2 separate regions of the Oryzias latipes genome follow, and region 1 is linked to region 2. Evidence: chromatin contacts called from public Hi-C data. All regions are on one chromosome and are shown on one strand. Each heading gives the region's core, a stretch centred on a gene start, on an enhancer-like site or on the middle of the called end of the contact. The rest is flanking DNA. Distances are from core to core; before and after follow the strand shown. Region 1 holds the start of LOC101155342 (centrosomal protein of 290 kDa). Region 2 holds the start of fam20b (glycosaminoglycan xylosylkinase).

Region 1 (6,176 bases), core at 3,260-5,759, 150 kb after region 2:
GGGAATGTAATCAACCCCACTGTTAGAGTCCTGCAGGTCTGCGGCATACTGCCCCAAACTGCTGATTCAGGACACAATCCAACAAAACGGGAGAAAGAAGGGAGGGCACTATAGGTTGCAGGATGACAGAGAGGTGCAGTGAAGTGTCAGCACTTGCAGGATAACTCCAAATATCTCAAAGACCCTGATTGAAGTTGAAGAAGCTGCAGCAGCTGAAGTGCTGCACCTTATGGAGTGGGACGGGTTATCTGCAGTCACTGCTGGACTTCATCATGCGTTGAATACTTGCAGATACTTCACTAACAGCAGCAGCAGCAGAGCCTCAGAACGCATCTTTAAGAGGACAACAGTGACACCTACAGTTCAACATGGTAGTTTTTTTATGCAGAAATCCCAAACATTTAATAACTTGATACAAAAATCAAAGTTTGCATGTAAAGAGGAAGAATATGTCCTAAGACACTTGTGTGCCAGTGTCCCGGACACAAAAGGGTTAGCTCTTATCCAGTGTGTGTGCGTACGTGCGTGCAGGTGGAGGAATCCACATTTATAATGCACTGAGCAGAGCGTCAGGTTAACCTGAGACAAGAACACAACAGACAATCCTCCTGGGCTTAGGTTACAACAATGTACTATGAAAGGAAACAAAGGTGTCCACAAAGGAGTTACCAACCACTCGTTCTTAAAACAGTGCCTCTTTGCTATTAAAAATCCAACAATTGCAATAAAACTTTGAGGGGGAAAAAGATTTTACCTCTGTGTTCAGTGTCGTCCTGAAATGTCTTGATGTCAAAGTGTGAAATGTAAGATCTTTTGGACATCTTAAACCAATTGTGTTTTCAACTTCAGTGCAACTGCTATCTTTGTATAAACTGTGCTTGGCTCACCAGAGCAACCCCTGTTTAAACACATCTGCAGGAATATTTTTCTAACCCGAAAGCGACAGGCTTTTTTTAAGCATTTCAACCTGAGATATTGCGTTTCATTTGCTTTTATTGAAATAAATTAGAGCTTTTTTTAAGAAGTATTACAGACATAGTAGCCTTATATAAAAGATTTTCTGAAATTAATGAAAAATGCCTTTCATGAGAGTCTGTTTTTAAGTGCAGTTGATCAGCCTCTGTTGGCTCTGCTCAAAGAGGAGAACTCGCACATGTGCAGCTCAGCCGTGTCCGTTCGTCTGGTTCTGCGTGTCTAAGGTCTGATCAGGCCGATCTTCCTCGGTTAACAGGAAACCCCAAGTCTTTAGAAGCTTGAAGCGCTCTGCAGGCTTGGTGGAGAAGTAGTCCTTTTGTTTCTGGGAGTATGTCTGTACTGGAGGGACGATATCTCTATAGCTCCAGTCCTATAAAACAAAATATGATTAATGCCAAAAAACCATAACAGGAAATTGGAAAAAGGTTGAATCACCATCTTTAACAGAATGGAAACAAAGAATCAGATATATTTATTTGGTGGAAAAAATGACAGCGTCCCTACGACTAAACACTGATGTCTTTGAACGTATATATATATATATATATATATATATATATATATATATATATATATATATATATATATATATATATATATATATATATATATATATATATATATATATATATATATATATATATATATATATATATATATATATATATATATATGATTTCTAATAGGATAGAAATCATGAAAAAGCTTTTACATTTATGGTAAGAAACTTTAGCCGTTTTCCTCATGTTACCTTTCCTTTCACTTCAGTTTTTGTAGCTTAATTTATTACATTTCACGTATTTTTAACCTAACCTCAAACACCAACAAACAGCTGAATGGTCAGGCTAGTAAAGGTCCATTGCCTACTCAGTTAAAAAGAAATATATCTATAGAAATAACTTACATTATCTCCATCATTTCTATTTTCGTTTCTTTTCCGATTCTGTAGGAAGTTTTAGACCTCATCAGTCTACAAGTCACTCAAGTCGTTCTTGTGGGCCTCATATCTTAAATACAACCACTACCTTCCTAAAGGGGTTTCCTCTGACCCCCAAAAGCCCAAAGCTAAAAAAGTTCAATTAAAAAAAATTACATATTTGGAAAGTTTCTTTGAAGTAAAAGGAACCATTGAGGAAACAAATAAATCTTTGACTTCATAGAACAAAATAAGCAGCTATTTACAGACAAAACCAGGAGTTTTTCCACAAAATATGGACAGTTAAGCTAAATTAAGCATTAAACCTGTCCATGGCCTAAAATAGTTTGGAGGATTTCTACTCTAAAAGAAATTAAAAAAAACATTAACTATGCTCACACATTCTCCATAAAAATAAATAAATAAAAGAAATAGTCTGTTTTAAATTTTAAAGAGTGTTTGTTTGCTGGTGTGTTGCAGCTTTCAGAGCCACGGGAATAAAAAAAGCTTTGTGGATGTACCTGCCAGCAAAAATTGAAAGCCTCCAGCAACCGGATCCTTTCCTCTCTTGACGGGACGCAGTCCTTGGGAAACTGCTGCACCATCTCAGAGCCGATCGTCAAATCTTCAAACACCAGCAGGGCTCTGATGGCAAACCATCCACCCAACCTAGGATGCACACACACTCCAAACATTTTCTGCAGGAAAACACATCGCGCAAAGGTTAGTGATAAAAGGGAAAGTCTTTTGGACGAACAAAATGAATGGGGTCACCTTGTCACCCCAGGGTTGATCTTTGACATCCGACTGTTGGTAGTAGAACGCAGCTCCAGATACATGAGCAGCGGTCTGGGCTAAGAACTTGGGCTTCCGACTGGGTAGCAGCTCATAGTCATACCTGACATCAACCCTTTGTGATGGGAAAGTCTGTGATGAGAGGAGAACAGTGCAGGGGTAGAAAAGTGTCTCACTGTTTGCACATGATGGTGTGTCTTGGAATTCGATAAACAGCCTCATCTACATAAATATCAGTGTTTTTTTTTTATTATTCACTTCACTCATACCTGGGAGATGGCACAGGTGATGTAGTGTTTGACACACTGGTCCACGGGGTCAGACAGCCTCTGGAAGAGCCTGTTCTCCAAGAAGGGCAGGAAGGCTCGTTCAAACATGTCAGGAGTGCTGAGAACTACAACAGCCAAGGTGGCGTCTGGGTAATCCAGGTGCAGGGAAGGAGGGAGCAGAGCGTTATACCAACCAACCTGTACAGAGAAACAAGAAAATATGATGGACAAGCACGTGCGTCCATAGTTTATGTTGCACTTGTAACTAATTTCAGGACTTAATCAAGGGGAATCAATCATGGTATCTGTTCTGGAGTGTTGAGCTTTTTTCAACTTCCCAACATAGCTGGAACATTTTTTTCCCCACCGACATAAAAAACCCCAGATGGATTGTTACCTTTAAAGGGTAAACTTCGAATCCTAATTTGGTCAGACAACTGTCCAGTGACCATTTAACTTTGTCCGCATTCAATGCCTCTGTCATCGCGGCGGGTCTACGTCCTTGTTTAAGTGCGCCGTTCTTCTTCTTTTCGCCCTTTGGGATTTTAGATGTCAGTGACCTGTCAGTGTTAGCGCCGCCTGCTGTTCTGGAGGACACTGCAACCAAAGGTGACAAATTCAAATCAGTTAAATTGGAATTAAATAAATAAATGTGTCATAAAGTGTCCAATTATTTAAACAATAACTTGCTTTGACTATCTGGTATTAAGGTAGATTTTAATGTATTTATTAATGTGTGAAATATATGCTTTTTTATTTTTATCCATCAATTTATTTTGCTTATCCTGAGGTCGATTTTTTAATGACCTCAACTCAATTATTTTTTTAAATTAAATGTGTCTATTAGTGGCACTGTTTAATCTGGCATAGTATACAAACATCACTATGCTTTGATATCATTCTAAGAAAAAATGTAAAAACTTCCCTTTTTGACCTTTAGTCGGTGAGATGAAGCCAGCATCCCCATGATGATTTGTTAAGAATGGTGGCCTTAACATACTTAATAGGCTTTTATTCAAAGACATTTTTTCAAACCAAAATGTGAAACCTAAATAACAGCTATATGACAGTGCCCATGTAAGAGCAGCTTACTTGAGGAATTGTTTAATTAAAGAAACCAAAACCCAAGAAAAAATGCAATTAATTAGGTTTGGTTGACAAATATGGCAACTATCTATCTATCTATCTATCTATCTATCTATCTATCTATCTATCTATCTATCTATCTATCTATCTATCTATCTATCTATCTATCTATCTATCCATCCATCCATCCATCCATCCATCCATCCATCCATCCATCCATCCATCCATCCATCCATCCATCCATCCATCCATCCATCCATCCATCCATCCATCTATCTATCTATCTATCTATCTATCTATCTATCTATCTATCTATCTATCTATCTATCTATCTATCTATCTATCTATCTATCTATCTATCTATCTATGAATAAATAAAATTGCTTTCAAAAGCTATTATTAAAGACTAATACTACAATACCCAGAAGCCCTTTGTCTCTACGTGTTACGCAATCACGTAGCTTTTACGAAGCTCCAGGATTTAAAACTGGAGTCGTAACGGTTTGTGTGTAGCCTATTTAGCTAGCTATCTTCCGTACTTACGGCTGATCTGGGTGTGTAAATAACATTTTTCTCGTTCGGAATAGAAATTGTCTAGAAACCCAATGTTTTAACCACATTAAGGTAATGTATGTCTTTAATTAGTTACTTTGTGCATAATCATAATAACGAATTGGTGAAATATAAGATGTTTTAAATCCTCCTAAAGCACTGTTTATTATACTGTTGTTTGTTTTTTTCGTGTACGCAAGAATCGGTAGAAGTCTAGCGCCGGTTCAAAGGGGGAAAAAAAGCGAACTTGAAAAAAGAAAGGTGTCTGTATTTGACTGTTTAAAAAAAATCGACAGAACTGAATGATATACGGTCAGACTTGTTTGTTTAGCGATCCATCTTTTGTCCCGATGCGCTAAAACGCCCATATACCTATTTAGGTCTAATCCTCATTTAGTGACCCAACCACAAAAACACCGAGGTGACTGTGGGAGCCTTACCCATCTGTCTGAAATCACTTGTCTTGTTAGAGTTGGACACCCCGGATGACTTCTGCAGACCCTTCTGCAGCTGTGCCATGAACTGGGACCATCAGCTGAGCGCCATCCTGTCCGCGGCAGATGGCAGCGTTGCAAAGATGAGAGTTGAGTACCAGAGTCTGATGATCCAAAAAAGCATTCACAGAGAAAAGCAGAGCAGCGTTTGCTTCAGCTGCAACCATAGATGGAACATCTGCAGACTGTATTTATCACAATGGCCTATAGATGGCAGTAATGAGCTATTAAGTTTTACTTGTTTTTATTTTATTTGACCTAATATGTCTTGATTATACTTTTTTTTTAAATAAATGATACAAATGTGTGTCTGCAGGAGAGACTGACCTCCCCTGGGAAATTTTCTAAGGCTGCAGAAGGTGAGTAAACTCGTTTTTCTTTTTCTGAATGTGACTCAAAGGGGAAATTACTCCCAACTGAATTTACCCGTTGTTTTCCAATGTCATGCTATAGTCAAATAGTTTTTTTTTCTTCTTTTAATTTCATACAGCATTTGCTCTATTTCATCGCCAGACTTGTTTCCTGTGAAGGACTGTGCTCCTAACATTCCAGCCATCGCCGCTGTGTCTCAACATCAGCCCTCTCCAGCCCTCAGTCTCAGTGTAGAGTGGGCAGACTTGGCTTTTATCAAGTCACAATTCCAGATGCAAAGCCAAGTGTGTTCCCTTCTCAAACAGTTTTAAATTATGAGTGACGAGCATTTAAAAAAAAGTATTTTCCCGCTTTCTCCTTTAAGGAAATTGAATCGCTAACCCAGAAACTCCACCGCTTAGAAATGGAGAAGCAGTGTCAGCAGCATCACATTCAGGCTCTCCAAGGTCTGGTATAACTGAATCTGAACACTTTCTTTAGTTTATATTGAGTCTCTGATTTTATTTTTAGCCATTTTCACCAAAATTAAGAAGTTTATGTAGGTATTTGAATACAAGTATAACTAAAAAATAATGACAACACTTTGCCAGACATCTGAAAGTGTGACATTTGATCTGAACTACATTGCCACTCTATTTTTGATACATAGTAACCTGCTTTTGCTTAAGGTTTTATTACCATGTCCCAAAAGTATGGGCCTCTTATTTATAAAGAATC
Region 2 (6,305 bases), core at 217-2,716:
GCCAGAAGGACAGGAACTGATTATGCACCAATTTAAAAATAAAATCCAAAAAGAAAGAGATTTAACATTTTTTTAAAAAGTGCATTCTGCATTATTGCCTTTGTGTTACATTAAAATAAATGTAACAACTTACTCATTTAAAGTGATTATGCAAAAAGACAAAATAAAAAAGAAATCTGTAAAGAAAGTGCATTGAGATCCAGAAACACTGACTTTTTTTTAGAAACCTGCACAAAAAAGCCACTTCCTGTGCTGTCAAACACTTCCAAACAAAGCAGAACACTAGTATTTAAATGCAACATTGCACAATGTATGAAACCTTAACATTTCATACAAGAAGTATGATTTTCAAAAATGTTGATTTTGGATCTGGAAAATGTGCAAATTCTGCATAACAACCAGTCCTAAAGGTAATCTGGGCTTCATGTAAGCATCTTGGAGGATTATTTACTCATCAGTTTAGTCTGAAACAGATGAAATATATTAAATGTGACCAACTTTTTTTTTTTTTTTTTTTTACCATTTACTCAGGATTAAAGACGCAAACTCGAACTAAACAAAAAAAGTGAGGGGAAAACAAAAAAACATTTATTTCTATATTCGAGGTGTTCCCTCATAAAAACTCCGGGTTTTAGCTGTAAGTTTCCGGTCTTTAAACCGGTCGTTTTCCCCGGAAACCCCCACAGTTTTAAAGTGTTCCTGACCTCACGGTGCCTCACTGAGCGCTATCGATCTGATCTGATCTGATCTGATCTGTCCGGTCATCATAGATAAGCGGAAACGCCGCAATAGAATAAACCAGTGTTTATGTCGAAAACTAGTCAGAACCGGCGTTAAAATATTTATTAGCAACCGATAAAACTAGTAAAATCAATGAGAGGACAGACTTTATCAAACAGTTACCGGACGAGATTAGATAACATGAGATAATTAAGCCAAATGGGGCCAAACATGTAAAGCTAAAACATCACAAATACGGCTAATTCGTTCCGACCCGGATTTAGCCACGCAGGCAGCCCGTGACAATCAGTCTTTCATACACTGATTGACGGGAGGGGGGGAAAAAACCCGGACTGGCCTGCTTTGACCGCAACCAAAAAATAAAAAAAATGAAAGCACTGGAAACCTTTAAATGCCACAGGTAAACATACGTAATTTCTCCTATCGGCACTCTAAGTCTTAAGCTAACTGCTTAGCTGTACACCTTACTCTATTAGCTGGAACAGCGCGCTAGCTGCACACTCACTGGTCTGTGTGGGTGCCCACCCGGATGGCTTACCTTTTCAGCCATTCGTTTCTGGCCACACGTCAACGTAGACTAGTTTTCAGTAAAGTCATGCATTACGAAACTGAAAGAGGAACGGATGCTAAGTCACACTGTCATTTTCAGTCCACTCGGTGGACCCCTTTCCTTTCCTCCGCCCTTTCGCTTGAACAGCTACCGTACCCAGGTGCATCTCCGCCTCCGCTCCAGCAGGGGGCAGTGTTTCACTGCCATGAAAACACCCCATGAGAGGTTCTCGCTTCGTGACTTCAACTTGGATCCAAGTTGATGTTTTTGAGAAATTTATTTTTCTTTTTAGCCTAATTCCATATGCATAAATGCAAATATACCTAGATATAAACCTTGATTACCTCTTTTCATTTGTGAAATTAAAAAAACACAGCAAACCTCTAAAAAATGCAAAGAACTTGGAATGTATTTGAAAAATATAATTTAAATAAGTGATAATACACTGAATATGCTCTGAAATCTTAATTTTATTTATAATCTACTGTACTATTTTACCCACCCCCTTCCCTGTTCATTCTCCTTATGTTGTGTAGGGATATGAAACTTTAACTTGGTTTTCCTGCACAGATATTATACAGTATTTATTTTTCCCCCCATTTGTCAGTGTTGTCAATGTTCTCTAATGTTTCTCTTTCTGTAAATCAGATGGAGAAATCATCAAAACATCTTATCTTTGAAAAATATCCACAAACAGAATGTTTAGGAAAATAAAATGACATCATCTAAACATTTATCTTTAATGACTACATTTTCCATTCCAAAGAACCTTTATAATATCACTAATCATAATTTTGGCAAAAATATAATATACATAACAGAACAAGGTTAGTAAAAGTCTCCCCCTTGTTAAATAATTTTAGCGAAGCAGATTTAAAAATATAACATTTTTTAAAGTATTTACATTTATTACTTTTTTTTTTAAACCCAAGGTACTATTATTATAGAGTTTTACATAATACAAAACACAATCCTGATGCATTAGACTTCCAAAATACAAATGACTAAAACAAGTGTTTGTAATATTGTAAAGCTTAAGTAAACAAAATTAGTAAGTTTTACGTTTAAGCATTTTTTTAAATTAACTTTAGTGTTTCAAGTCTGGTTGATTTTTCTGGTATCAGTCTTTGTCAAACTGTTTTATTCTCTGATTTGTTTTAGTAAAATGTCTGTTAGACTGGATGTACTGTACTTCAATTTTGTGCTGCTCATTAGAAATATTTTGAACTTCCTGTCCCCTTTTTATGAGAGCATGTTTTCCTGAATCCATGTTCTAGATTTTAAACAATTTATTCAGAAACTACAACTGAATTCAGAATTTGACACTATTTTTGGATATTTGTGTCCATTTTCATCAAGTAAACATATTATAATAATAGTAAAGCTATTAGGCCAATAAACCAACATCACACACACAACCTTCTGACACACAGAATGCAGAAATGTGGAGTAAAAAAAAAAAAGAGAAGGGCAGAGTGTTTATTGGTTCAGACTTCACACTTGCCAGCACATCACTCACAAGTGAGGTCACAGCGCCGGCCGCAGTCATGACACAGAGAAGCAGACGCACACAAAGCCAGGTGGAGGTCATTTGTACCCCTCAACGTCTCTGACTCAAAGACGATTGTGGAAAACACCCAACTGGTGCACACAGGCGCCACGCCTCCTCTGGTCGAACCCTCCGTGTGAGCTGAAAAAGTGTTTTGGCGTGAACATCAAGAACACGGAAAGTGATTTCCACCAAACAGTAGAAGTGAGGCAAACAGAGCATTTGTGGAGCACTGTCATTTAAAGGAGAAATCTAGTAAAGCTGAGAAATATAAAGCATGGAATCGACTTTCTTCATAAAACGATAAATAAAGATTGCCCTTGAAATGCTCACCCTCATTTTAAAGAAAAACAAAAAAGATTACAAAATCAAATTGAAAGGGCAAAAAGGTTGGCTGTAATTTGGCTACAAAAAAAACCACACATTTTTGAGTATATGATGTACAGAAGCTAATCAATGAGAGAAACTCATAATACACAAGAACACAAGTTTGCACAAACGCCGGTAGCTTCAATGTTGCTCTGCTTCGATCAAGTACTGAAAGCTGGGAAGTCCAGGTCAGTTTCATCCCATCGCCGTTTGTTTTAATGAGAACAACCCCCCAAAAAAAAGCTGATCCCTGCCAGCTGCATCATCTCTGCAGATTCTTTGAGATGAAGCTACCAGCATTTGTGGTTCAACACAGGTGAACAGTTGATAAAACAGCCATCTTGAACTTTATTGTCCGCTCACACCTTTGATTCAGAACCATCAGCGCCCTCCTTTACCATCCCACAGGGAACGCAGTCCAAAGCGCTTCCCCTCCTTTGTCACAGCAGTTCTGAATCTACCTCCGTCTGCACACGTCCCTGCTCCACACCCCACTGTGGAGGTCGTAGATTGACCCAAAAGCATCTCAACTATGATTGGGTAGCTGATGGAGCCCACTGCACAGCAGTGAGAGCAGCAGCCTTGAAGAATTGTCAGATTGGATTTAAGTTACGCTGCTTCAAAATAAAAATAGTTTTAAAAAAAAGTTGCGTGCTCAGGCTCCCAAATGCACACTCACATTACACAGGCTTGTCTTTGGCTTCCACATTTATCCCTCCACAGGTTCATCTACCATTTCCATTGGTTACCAGATAACAGCTCTCCAGATTTAGACTTCATCTCAATCAATAGCAACAGACCTAAACACACATATGTGGAAACGGTACAGTATACTGAAGTGGGGATGGTTTTAATACATGGTTGTGATGTCAAAACCGATGTGCTCTAGATAGAAATCAGTGCCCTTCTCGCATAAACACAACCATCATCCCCCAGCGCCTCCGGCGAGTTGAACTCCGCCTGATTCCACACTACACAACCCCGACTAATACAGTACATGCGGAGCAGTGCAAGGTTTAGACAAAAGATTATGTAAACATACAAAGTAAACAGCTTTTCAAAAAAAGTGGATTCATATTAGGTTTTGGATTTTTCTGGGTGCAAAAAGCACCTCATCATTGTCCTCAACAGCTTATTGCTCCTGTTCTCACCCGAACAAACAGCTACTGTCTTTCTCTGGCTCACTGATACAGCTTAGATGCACAAAAACCTAGATTTTCCATTTAAACATACTAGAATCTACACTCCATCCCAGCTAAGCTTTTTAAATTCATACCTTTTGGTCAGCTTGAATTAAAAACAAAACTATCATGCTATGGTTGGATGGCACCAATCCTTACTAAGGTGCCACTTCCATGTCGGTTTTTCTAGGCTGGGTCGTGGTTCATAGCAGAAAGAGCAACTCTCCTGCAGAACCCAACAAAAAAGGTCATAAAAATGCTAAAATAAAGGTTGCAAAAGAAAACACAATGTAACATTTCAAACATAACAGACCAACCTACATTTCTGTGCAATCATTTTCTAAATAGTAATACTGTGAAGACCACCTCACCCCGCTAAAACACCACAAAGAAGAAGAAAAAAAGAGCAATTAAACAGACTGAAGCTCCCTGTGTCTCCTCCAGACCAGGGAATCCAAGGAGGAGCAACAAAGATGACAAGAGATCATAAAAATGATGCTTTCTGAGTTCCTTTTGCTCTCTCTATCGTGGACCTTTTCACAGTTTCATGTTGTAGTGTATTATGTGAGTCCTGTAAATCCAGCACTTCTATGAGCTGGCGTCGCCCGGAAAGCAAAGAAATGCAGGAAAAGGAGTCTGTCAAACGGTGAACACAGCTTAGGTTCTGATCGTACCACATGACACCCCCCCCCCCCCCCCCCCCCCATCTGTCCCCCTATGCAGTTATACAAACACACACATTCAGACGGGACATTATTATTGTGGTTACTGAAAAAAAAACTAGTTTGGTAAAGTTTAGCGGGAAAAGCTGAGAAGATTGCGGAAACGAGAGCCCTGTTCCGGCTGGAACTGAGAGCGACTGAGAGCCCTTTAGGATTTCAACGATGCAGTAAAAAGAGTCTCTGTGCGCCCACCCAAGTGACCGAGGGGGGGCAAATAATTATACTAAGCACTTCAGAAAGTGTTCTCAGACTTTTTGATGTCCAAGTGGGTAGGTCCAAGGGTGGTGCGTATAAAGAGATGGACATATCAATTCTTAAAATGAGAAAAGAGTATGACAAAGACTGTCTGCACCAGTGAGGAGAAAGGAGAAAAGGAAGAGTCAAGGAGCATCCCTAAACCTCAAGGAATGATCCATGAGGGTACAAGACGAAGCCGAGGCGCTGGACTAAAGAAGGAGCAAATAGACGAGGAGAGCAGTGGTGCAGGTCCTTGTTCAGTAGTCAACGCATCCAAAACAGTCTCTTATAATCCACACACATCAACACACAAGGGACTCTGGTTAAGGCAGTGGTGGCAGGTGAGGCTGCAGCGAGACGGAGGCTAGAAACGCTGAGTCAGCTGACGTGGCTCGTGGCAGTGTAAGCTCCCACTACTGAGTCGGTGCTCTTCCTCGTCCCTTTCTTCTTTGCTCATGTGTGCTGCTGAGTGTCACTCAAATGACATCAGATTAGCTGGTGCCTGAAGAACGACGAAAAGAAAAGAAAAAAAGACTTTCATTTGTGAAAATAAACAAAGAAATAGGAAGCCGTGTGTGTTTGTGTGACTTCATACCTGCTGTCTGTTGCTCTGACAGGCAGCACTCAGATGCTTGAACCAAAGCATCGCATTCGTTCTGTTCCCTGCCTGGTACTTGTAGGTGTTGCCTAGGTAACAGAGACAAACAGTGTGAAATGACAGGTCTCTTGTTTGTACCTGCAGACTGAAAACTGTATGAAAGATGGCAGATGTCCAGGTCAACTTTAGACACTGGAGAATTAGAAACAAAGACAGTAAGGGATGTGCTAATGTTTGCAGATATTCATCCATATTTAGAACCCGCTGAATCTTTCAGGGTCACAAGGCTGCTGGCAAAGGAGGAGTACGCCCACAACAGGTCTGTTGCACAACCTCACACTCGCATGTAAACCTAGGG

Evidence for each region. A called contact is a pair of places that touch in the nucleus more often than the background predicts.
Region 1: a Hi-C map of embryo shows a contact between it and region 2, with 2.2 times the contacts expected there. The contact joins the promoter of LOC101155342 here to the promoter of fam20b in region 2. A contact is called at or near these places in 2 of 5 Hi-C or Micro-C datasets (embryo and fibroblasts).

Annotation. Positions count from the first base shown.
Region 1 is chr4:26,562,853-26,569,028 of ASM223467v1, forward strand. It overlaps LOC101155342 (centrosomal protein of 290 kDa), which reads left to right and starts at 4,510. Exons shown (of 12, transcript XM_004068181.4): 1 at 4,510-4,665; 2 at 5,064-5,176; 3 at 5,404-5,446; 4 at 5,601-5,743; 5 at 5,824-5,905. The coding sequence starts at 5,111. mmachc (methylmalonic aciduria and homocystinuria type C protein) reads right to left here and starts at 5,145. Exons shown (of 6, transcript XM_004068182.3): 1 at 5,034-5,145; 2 at 3,353-3,552; 3 at 2,956-3,153; 4 at 2,666-2,818; 5 at 2,413-2,589; 6 at 976-1,345. The coding sequence starts at 5,112. The coding sequence ends at 1,163.
Region 2 is chr4:26,417,348-26,423,652 of ASM223467v1, forward strand. It overlaps fam20b (glycosaminoglycan xylosylkinase), which reads right to left and starts at 1,467. Exons shown (of 11, transcript XR_908696.3): 1 at 1,280-1,467. It overlaps ralgps2 (ras-specific guanine nucleotide-releasing factor RalGPS2), which reads right to left. Exons shown (of 22, transcript XM_011474357.3): 21 at 5,945-6,036; 22 at 2,737-5,851. The coding sequence ends at 5,822.